2 separate regions of the Gossypium hirsutum genome follow, and region 2 is linked to region 1. Evidence: chromatin contacts called from public Hi-C data. All regions are on one chromosome and are shown on one strand. Each heading gives the region's core, a stretch centred on a gene start, on an enhancer-like site or on the middle of the called end of the contact. The rest is flanking DNA. Distances are from core to core; before and after follow the strand shown. Region 1 has its middle 22 kb from the start of LOC121215025. Region 2 has its middle 12 kb from the start of LOC121214992.

What was found. A called contact is a pair of places that touch in the nucleus more often than the background predicts.
Region 2: a Hi-C map of leaf shows a contact between it and region 1, with 1.9 times the contacts expected there. The contact joins two enhancer-like sites. A contact is called at or near these places in 2 of 34 Hi-C or Micro-C datasets (anther and leaf).

Annotation. Positions count from the first base shown.
Region 1 is chrD02:45,670,463-45,674,131 of Gossypium_hirsutum_v2.1, forward strand. It overlaps the pseudogene LOC107910151. Among protein-coding and RNA genes, the nearest start is that of LOC121215025, 22 kb to the right of the region's middle. Within about 2 kb of position 1,554, at least 7 of the 9 cell types and tissues checked have an H3K27ac peak or open chromatin away from gene starts, as enhancers often do. A contact at or near this core is called in leaf, where this site is marked.
Region 2 is chrD02:45,774,130-45,777,798 of Gossypium_hirsutum_v2.1, forward strand. No RefSeq gene overlaps it. Among protein-coding and RNA genes, the nearest start is that of LOC121214992, 12 kb to the right of the region's middle. Within about 2 kb of position 1,687, at least 7 of the 9 cell types and tissues checked have an H3K27ac peak or open chromatin away from gene starts, as enhancers often do. A contact at or near this core is called in leaf, where this site is marked.

The DNA.
Region 1 (3,669 bases), core at 304-2,803:
CTAAATTCCTCAAGTTGACAAATTAAAGCATAAGCCACCTTACCACAAACAGATTCAATGCTATTGAAATATATAATTGAAAGAACTGCGATGGTATGAGTCAAAATTCCAAGCAATGATAAAATGAAGAAGCAGAAACCAAACAATTAGCCATACTGATCTCTAAGCTCACACTTTTTATGGCTTGGAAGATGTGTTAATAGCTAGCTTCAACCATATTAACAACATCATTAAATAAAGATCAAGTAACAGTGGAATTTAAAGAGACGGGGAATAAAAAGAGATAAGGAAATGATCAAAGTAGAATTTTGAGAACCCTCTTAGACTCAAGACCATTGTATTTATAAAACATAGAGCAGTAAATATCACAAATCTGGCACGCAATTGAAACAAATTAAAAACTTCAGTCTCCTAAATGATAACTGCATTTCAATATGCTTCTCCTTTGGAACCAAAGTAAACCACCATTTCAATCCCATTTTGGATTTCAAATTCCAAGGGACCTAGGACATATTAGGCTGAGCAATCTCTACAAGATACAAGAGTGATAGACAGTGTACCATAATAAACAAAGTAAAAAGAGCACATATCAGCAAATGACTGAAATATCTTTAAATTGCACATGGCTGCTTAAAATTAAAGTCACTATGTTACAAATACACATTCTTCAATGGGAAACCTAGTAAATATCAACAATTGCTCAAAAGGAACAGGTAAAATCTAGAAAAAAGAAGCTATCTCTATGAACTCTTTGCAATCGCATCTTAATCAATCTAGCATTAAATTCTCCATCGCTAATCTTTAACACCTTTGACAACGGCAATTTGAACCCCATATTCCACTAAAGCTCTATGCCTCGGCTTAATTTTTTTCTCTAAACTAAACGAAAAATACTGAGGAAATCTTTTCAATTCCTCCAAGTCACCTTCCATTTCCTCCAAGAAAAACTCAGCTTTAGGACTCATATTATTCTCCACACTCAAAGTCAACAGCCCGGGTGATCTCACCACCATCCGGTTCACCTCCGGCTCGTCAAAACCCAGAGATTGAAGGAAGTTAATTTTGGGTTTCAAGGTGTTTTCCACGTCGGAAACTAAGAGAAGGGTAGTATGGGAATTCAGGACGAGGCCTACGGAAGTGAGGAAACGGAGAGTTGGGCGGAGTTGGGTGGGGACGGAGGAGACTAAGAGGCGAGGGCAACGGGTGAGGGAGAGAGGGAGGTGAGGGAAAGGGAGGGGGACTTCGTGGAGGAGGAAGTTAACGGGAGGGAGAGGGTCGGAGGTAAGGAGGAGGGGGCACATGTCCAAGATACGGCCGATGGAAGGGCGAGAGAGGCCGACGGAGAGAGGGAGCGTTCGAGGGAAAGGAGAGAGGAAAGTGGGGTTGAACGGAGGGAAGGGTTTAAGTTGAGAGCTTTGTGGGGATTGATGTTTAAGGATTGGAGGTACAGGAGCTTTTGGCGGAAAAGAAGACCGCCGTCTTTGGGTATGGGTGGGGTGGTGGCCGGATGTTTAAGCACAGGTTGAGGATAATGGAGTTGGAATCTGCAAGCTTGCATTTTCAGTTTTCCTGGTGTAAAGGATGACGAAGGGACGGAGATTTTAGAATTTATTTATTATTTATCTTTATTCTATTAACAATATTATTTTGTAATATCGATGTTGGATTTTAAAATTTTTATTTAATAATATTAAAAATTAAATTTTTTTTATTTCGGTTCATTGAATTTATATTATAAATTTTAATATTATTATTTTAAGTTTAGGGAAAATAACTTTTTAGAATACTCTTTTTAGAACTAACTCAACACTCATCGCTATCAAGTTCAAGGTGATGTCAATTCATCACAATAATCCACACATTAGTAGCAAAGTTTTGCAAAGTGTATGCGAAGGACCTTGACGTTCAGGGGTGCCGAGTTTAGCGTTAAGATGTATTTATTTAATCGTTAGTCAAATCAATTGAATTTAAAACAATGGAAGTCAACTCGTATGGTTTGCGACTTACACTTGTAAAACCCTATCCACACATCCTCTCTTCTCACCCAAAATCTTCCAAGATTCCCAAGGTCTAAAACTCTTAAGGAAACCCAACTTTTTCTTTTGTACTTATTTTTCAAAGAGAAATGCCAATACACATTTCCAAGTACGTTGTTAATATAGTGAAATCTCCATCTCATTTTTCAAAGCTCAATCCTTATATTGAAAAATGCTTGAAGGATGCCAATTTATATGTGGCATCAGCAACATCAAATTTGAAAATCATTTAGAATTCGGTTGTCGCCTTGGTGGGAATATAGAGGCCGAAAACATTTACATACCATTTTCCAAACAAAGAAGTGATCATCACCCTTGAATATGTTGCCTTAATAATACACATTCCAATCGATAATGAGGCGATAATTGTAGTTAGTACAATCAATTTAGAGTACTAGTGTCGTCGGTTAGGTGTTGTGCTATTAAGGGAGAAATTGAAGAAAGATTTAAACGGATGCCGGTTAAAGTTCACATAGTTGGAAACAACTCTTCCACCGCATGTAATTATGGAGGAGATGGATCGATACGCCAGATCTTGGATGCTCTGGATGGATGGAGGGTTTGTTGCCAGACAAGTTTGGTCACAAGGTCCATATCATGTTCTTCCTCTGTTCGAATATTTTAAGGCGATCAGTAGATCCAGATGGGGTTTTATCACTCTAACATATCTATAACACTCCATACCCGACCCAATCGTCGAGTCCGAGTTACAGGCCACATAATTTACCGGAGCAACTACTATTCAATTTACAATATAATACCTATCTATAACCAAACAGACAAGTTTGGTTACAAGGTCCAACATGTTCTTCCTCTGTTCGAATATTTTGAGGCGATCAGTAGATTCAGCTGGGGTTTTATCACTCTAACATATCTATAACACTCCATACCCGACCCGATCGTCAAGTCCGAGTTACAGGATGCCACATAATTTACCTAAGCAACTACTATTCAATTTACAATTTAATACATGCTATTAACTATATTATTCAATATCATTATGATTTTCAGTCATTTTCAAGTCTTATATGAGCTAACAAAAGCTTTACTGCTAACCTGAGGTCAAATTAGGACCAAACTATAATGTTTGCAAATTGTCGAGTTGACGTCACGACTTCGGTGGTTCCTTGTCACGACCCGAAGTCATGATGCAACTCACTGACTTGACCTCATCTCGATGCAAAGGAAATTTTCATGGAATTTGGGAGAAAAAGTGAGATTTCATCGTAAGAGACCAAATTGTAAAGAAATGAAAGTCCTTTTCATGTATATATAAGTGGCATTGGAGCCATGAAGAATTTTCTTCATGTTTCCATATAAATATCTTATTTAATTTATTAATTACAGGATGGTTTGTTGCCAGACAAGTTTGGTTACAAGGTCCATATCATGCTATTCCTCTGTTCGAATATTTTGAGGCGATCAGTAGATTTAGCTAGGGTTTTATCACTCTAACATATCTATAACACTCCATACCCGACCCGATCGTCAAGTCTGAGTTACAGGATACCACATAATTTACCGGAGCAACTACTATTCAATTTACAATTTAATACATGCTATTAACTATATTATTCAATATCATTATGATTTTCAGTCATTGTAAAGAGACCAAATTGTAAAGAAATGAAAG
Region 2 (3,669 bases), core at 437-2,936, 100 kb after region 1:
TATAATTAAACTTTTATCCCTATTGCAATTTAATCCTTTTTCATAATTAACTATCGAAACATTAAAATTTCTTAACGAAACTTTAATATTATCCTATTGACACTCCGTAAATATTTATAAAAATATTTACGGCTCAGTTTATAATATCGAGGTCTCGATACCTCGTTTTCGACCCAATTTACCTAATAATTTCTTTTAAATCACAAAATTCACTAATTCAAAAATATTTCTAACTTCTTCATCGAATTTAGTGATCTCAAATCACTGTTCTGACACTACTGAAAATTGGGCTGTTACAACTGATCCACCATATCGATCATAGAATCATCGCTTGGAGCTCACTAGCCTAACTTAAAAAAATAAAATTAATAACTCAGTGGCTTAAATGAAAACTTTCGAATGGTTGAATGACCATTTTGTAACTTTTTGAAGTTAAATGACTAATAGTTTAGTAACTCTGGGTATAATTTACCCTTTATTTTATTATGTTTAAAGTTTAATCACAAGGAAAATGTACCATATGCCATTTGTCATAAGAAATTGATATTAAAATTTCAGATAGGGTCAAATACATGAATTTGACAATTAAATCCATTTTGTATCTGTATATTTTTTATTCACTTTGGTACTTGAATTTGACAGTTAGATCTATTTTGGTTCTAACTTGTTAAATAACGAACAAATTGTTGTCAACCAATATATGTTTTGGTTGACGAAGGGGTTCTTCATTACCGTCTTGTTAAAATTGTTGAAGCAACGTCTAAAAAGAACCGGTAGCTACATTAAATCCAGTTCTTCATCACAATTAGGTCATAAAGGAAAGGTTAGACAAAGCAAAACCCACATCAATACTTCAGTTTTAGCAGGCCCTAAATCAGCAGTTTGAATAATGCCTGCTGCGACGATTATTTTGCTTGGGAACAGAATTAATTACATGTCGGGGGCCAACATGTTTGAGCTGTTTGGGTACCATTTCCTGTCTTGATTACGACTTAACTTCCCTTGGTGTGTGTTGACAAGGTACACACAGATTTGATGATGGATCCTCCATCACATGGGATGTAGGAGAAAGCCCATTTGAATTCAAACTTGGTATTGGGTTTGTGTTATCCCATGTTGCTTCAGCAATGCAAGTTGAGGAAAATTCTGTATATATTTGCTTTTCTCACAAATCAATTCCATATGATGAGCAATCCCTATCACATGCTAATATATATAATCAAATAAGCGTGCAAGTATTTGACATTTGTCATCAAGGGTAAGGCAGTTTAGGCACGTGACTGCCCTCCAACATCACACTCTATGCTTCCATAACAGAATACATTTTGGGTGACGGTATCAACAAATTGAATTAAATTTGGAGAGGATACTTTCATCCATTTTGTATCTTTATTCAGATTCAATGATTAGGCCAATGAGAAGTGGGGAATTATATCTTTCTGGGATTTCGAAAGAGAATGACATGGGGCAAGTGGGGAAGGTGAACCCTAGTCATGTTCCAATTGCAAAACAAGTGGCTAACATAAAAAAACCCATGGGAGGAACCGAGTTGTGCCATAGTTGAGGTCGGTCGCCAATATGGAATTGTCCGGGGCAATGCCAACGAGACCGTATGAAACCATGGTCCCCTACATTCAACTCAAAACTGTGTTCCGTCGAGGATAAGAGGCGTAGTAAATTTTTTTCAAAGGCTAGGGAAATGTGAAGCTAAGTCGATGAGCCTCACCCAATCACATGGGTATTGACAACTACCCTTCACTGCAGTCTTTGCAACAGATTTACATTTTGGTTTGTACTTTGTGGGCGACCGATATTGCTATATCTCCCGCTTTGGACTTATTTATGACACCTTGAACAAAAATATTTATTTACTCCATTAATTACATTTTTAAATTTAGAAAGAAAAAGAGGGAAAGTTGATGTTGGAGGACTTGGGAAGCAATTTGCGTGAGGAGAGGTATAGACATTTAAGTCCTGGATGGGGACTCATCTCCAACTCCCATCAAGGAACATTTCTATTTATTAGTACTAGGAAGATATGATTTCCTTTCCTGTCCCCAATATTTACTCATTACAGGGCTAGGTTTTCAGACCACAATCATGGGCCGAAACTGTTGTTGGTTTAGGTTTGTGTTCCAGTCTGGGCCCATTGGATCGAAAGTTAATAGCCCTGTAATGTCAGTTCCCCATTTTACTACAACTACTCTCTGATTAGCACACCAAACGAGAAGTATTTCATTCTACTGAAAAATAACATTTCCTATATATGAAATTTGCCCAAGAAAGTTGCCTTTTCTAAATAATTCTTTGATTTAGGGATAAAGATCTAAACATGAAGATGGGAGTGCAATATTTTAATCCATATTATATATCCAATCAAGTTTAAAATTAATTCCCCCAAATTAAACCCAACAAGTTATTTATTTAATATTCTATCCCCTCATTCCATTATTTAATCATTATATTAGATTAAACATTAATCTATTCCTTCATTCCATTGCTTAATAAATGTAGAGCAAAAGTTAGGGGTGAGCAAAACTCGATCCGACTCGAAAAAATTGAAAAAAATTCTAATTTCAAGTTAAACGAATCGAGTTATTCGAATTTCGAGTTCGAATCGAGTTCGAATCGAGTTGAGTTTTCGAATTCGAATAACTCGAATAATTCGAATATCAAACTATAATATTTTACATTTTTACTCCAAACTCCCAAACCTTTTTACTTTTCCCTCAAAACTTTTACTCCTTCCCACTTTCCCCCCAAAACTTTTATTCCCCTCCACTCCCAAACCCCCAATCTATTCAAAATCCATTTCCCACCAAAATTTTATTCTCCCATTTACTTTTCTCAAAATTTTACTCCTCAAAACCCTCACAACCTTTTATTTTCCCCCAAAATTTTTACTCTCTCCCACTTTTTCCCTAAAATTTTTATTCACTTCCCATCCCACCTCTCATTTACCCCAAACCCCCCTTCAATTTTTTTTAAATATTTTCCCTCCAAAATTTTACTTCCTCCTATTTACTTTCCCTCAAACTTTTATTCTCCAAAATTTTTTATTTTCCCCCTAAACTTTTACTTCTCACCCTTTACTCTCAAATAAAAAATCAAAATTATTCAAAAAAAATTACTAAACATAAATAGTAATAATTATATATATATCTACTATTTATATTATTAAATTAAATTTCACATTTTGTATTATTTATATTATTGAATTGTTTAGTCATATTGAATATTTATATTAAAATTGAATTATTAATTATGCCATAAAATATTCGTGTTAAAATTTTATATTGGTATCAATCATTTTTTTTTAAAATAACTTTTATTAAAAAAATCATATTTTAAATTTAATATATTTTTTAATTCCAAAATACATAGTGACAAGAATCTGAAGATAAATGAAACAACTAAGCAAGCAAAGAAGCTAACCAATACATAAAAAATTAATAAATAAATTATGAGGTGATGAAAGTTAATAAAAAATTTGATTAAGGTGGGCAAATTTTATTACGATGGTGACAGTGGTTACAAGGACCCAAAATTATTTTTTAAAATTTAACTCGAAAAAATATATTCGATTCTATTCGATTCGAATTCCATCTCACTCGACTCGATTCGAGAAAACTTCAAATAAAGTTAGGATGATAAAATGAGATTTGAAAA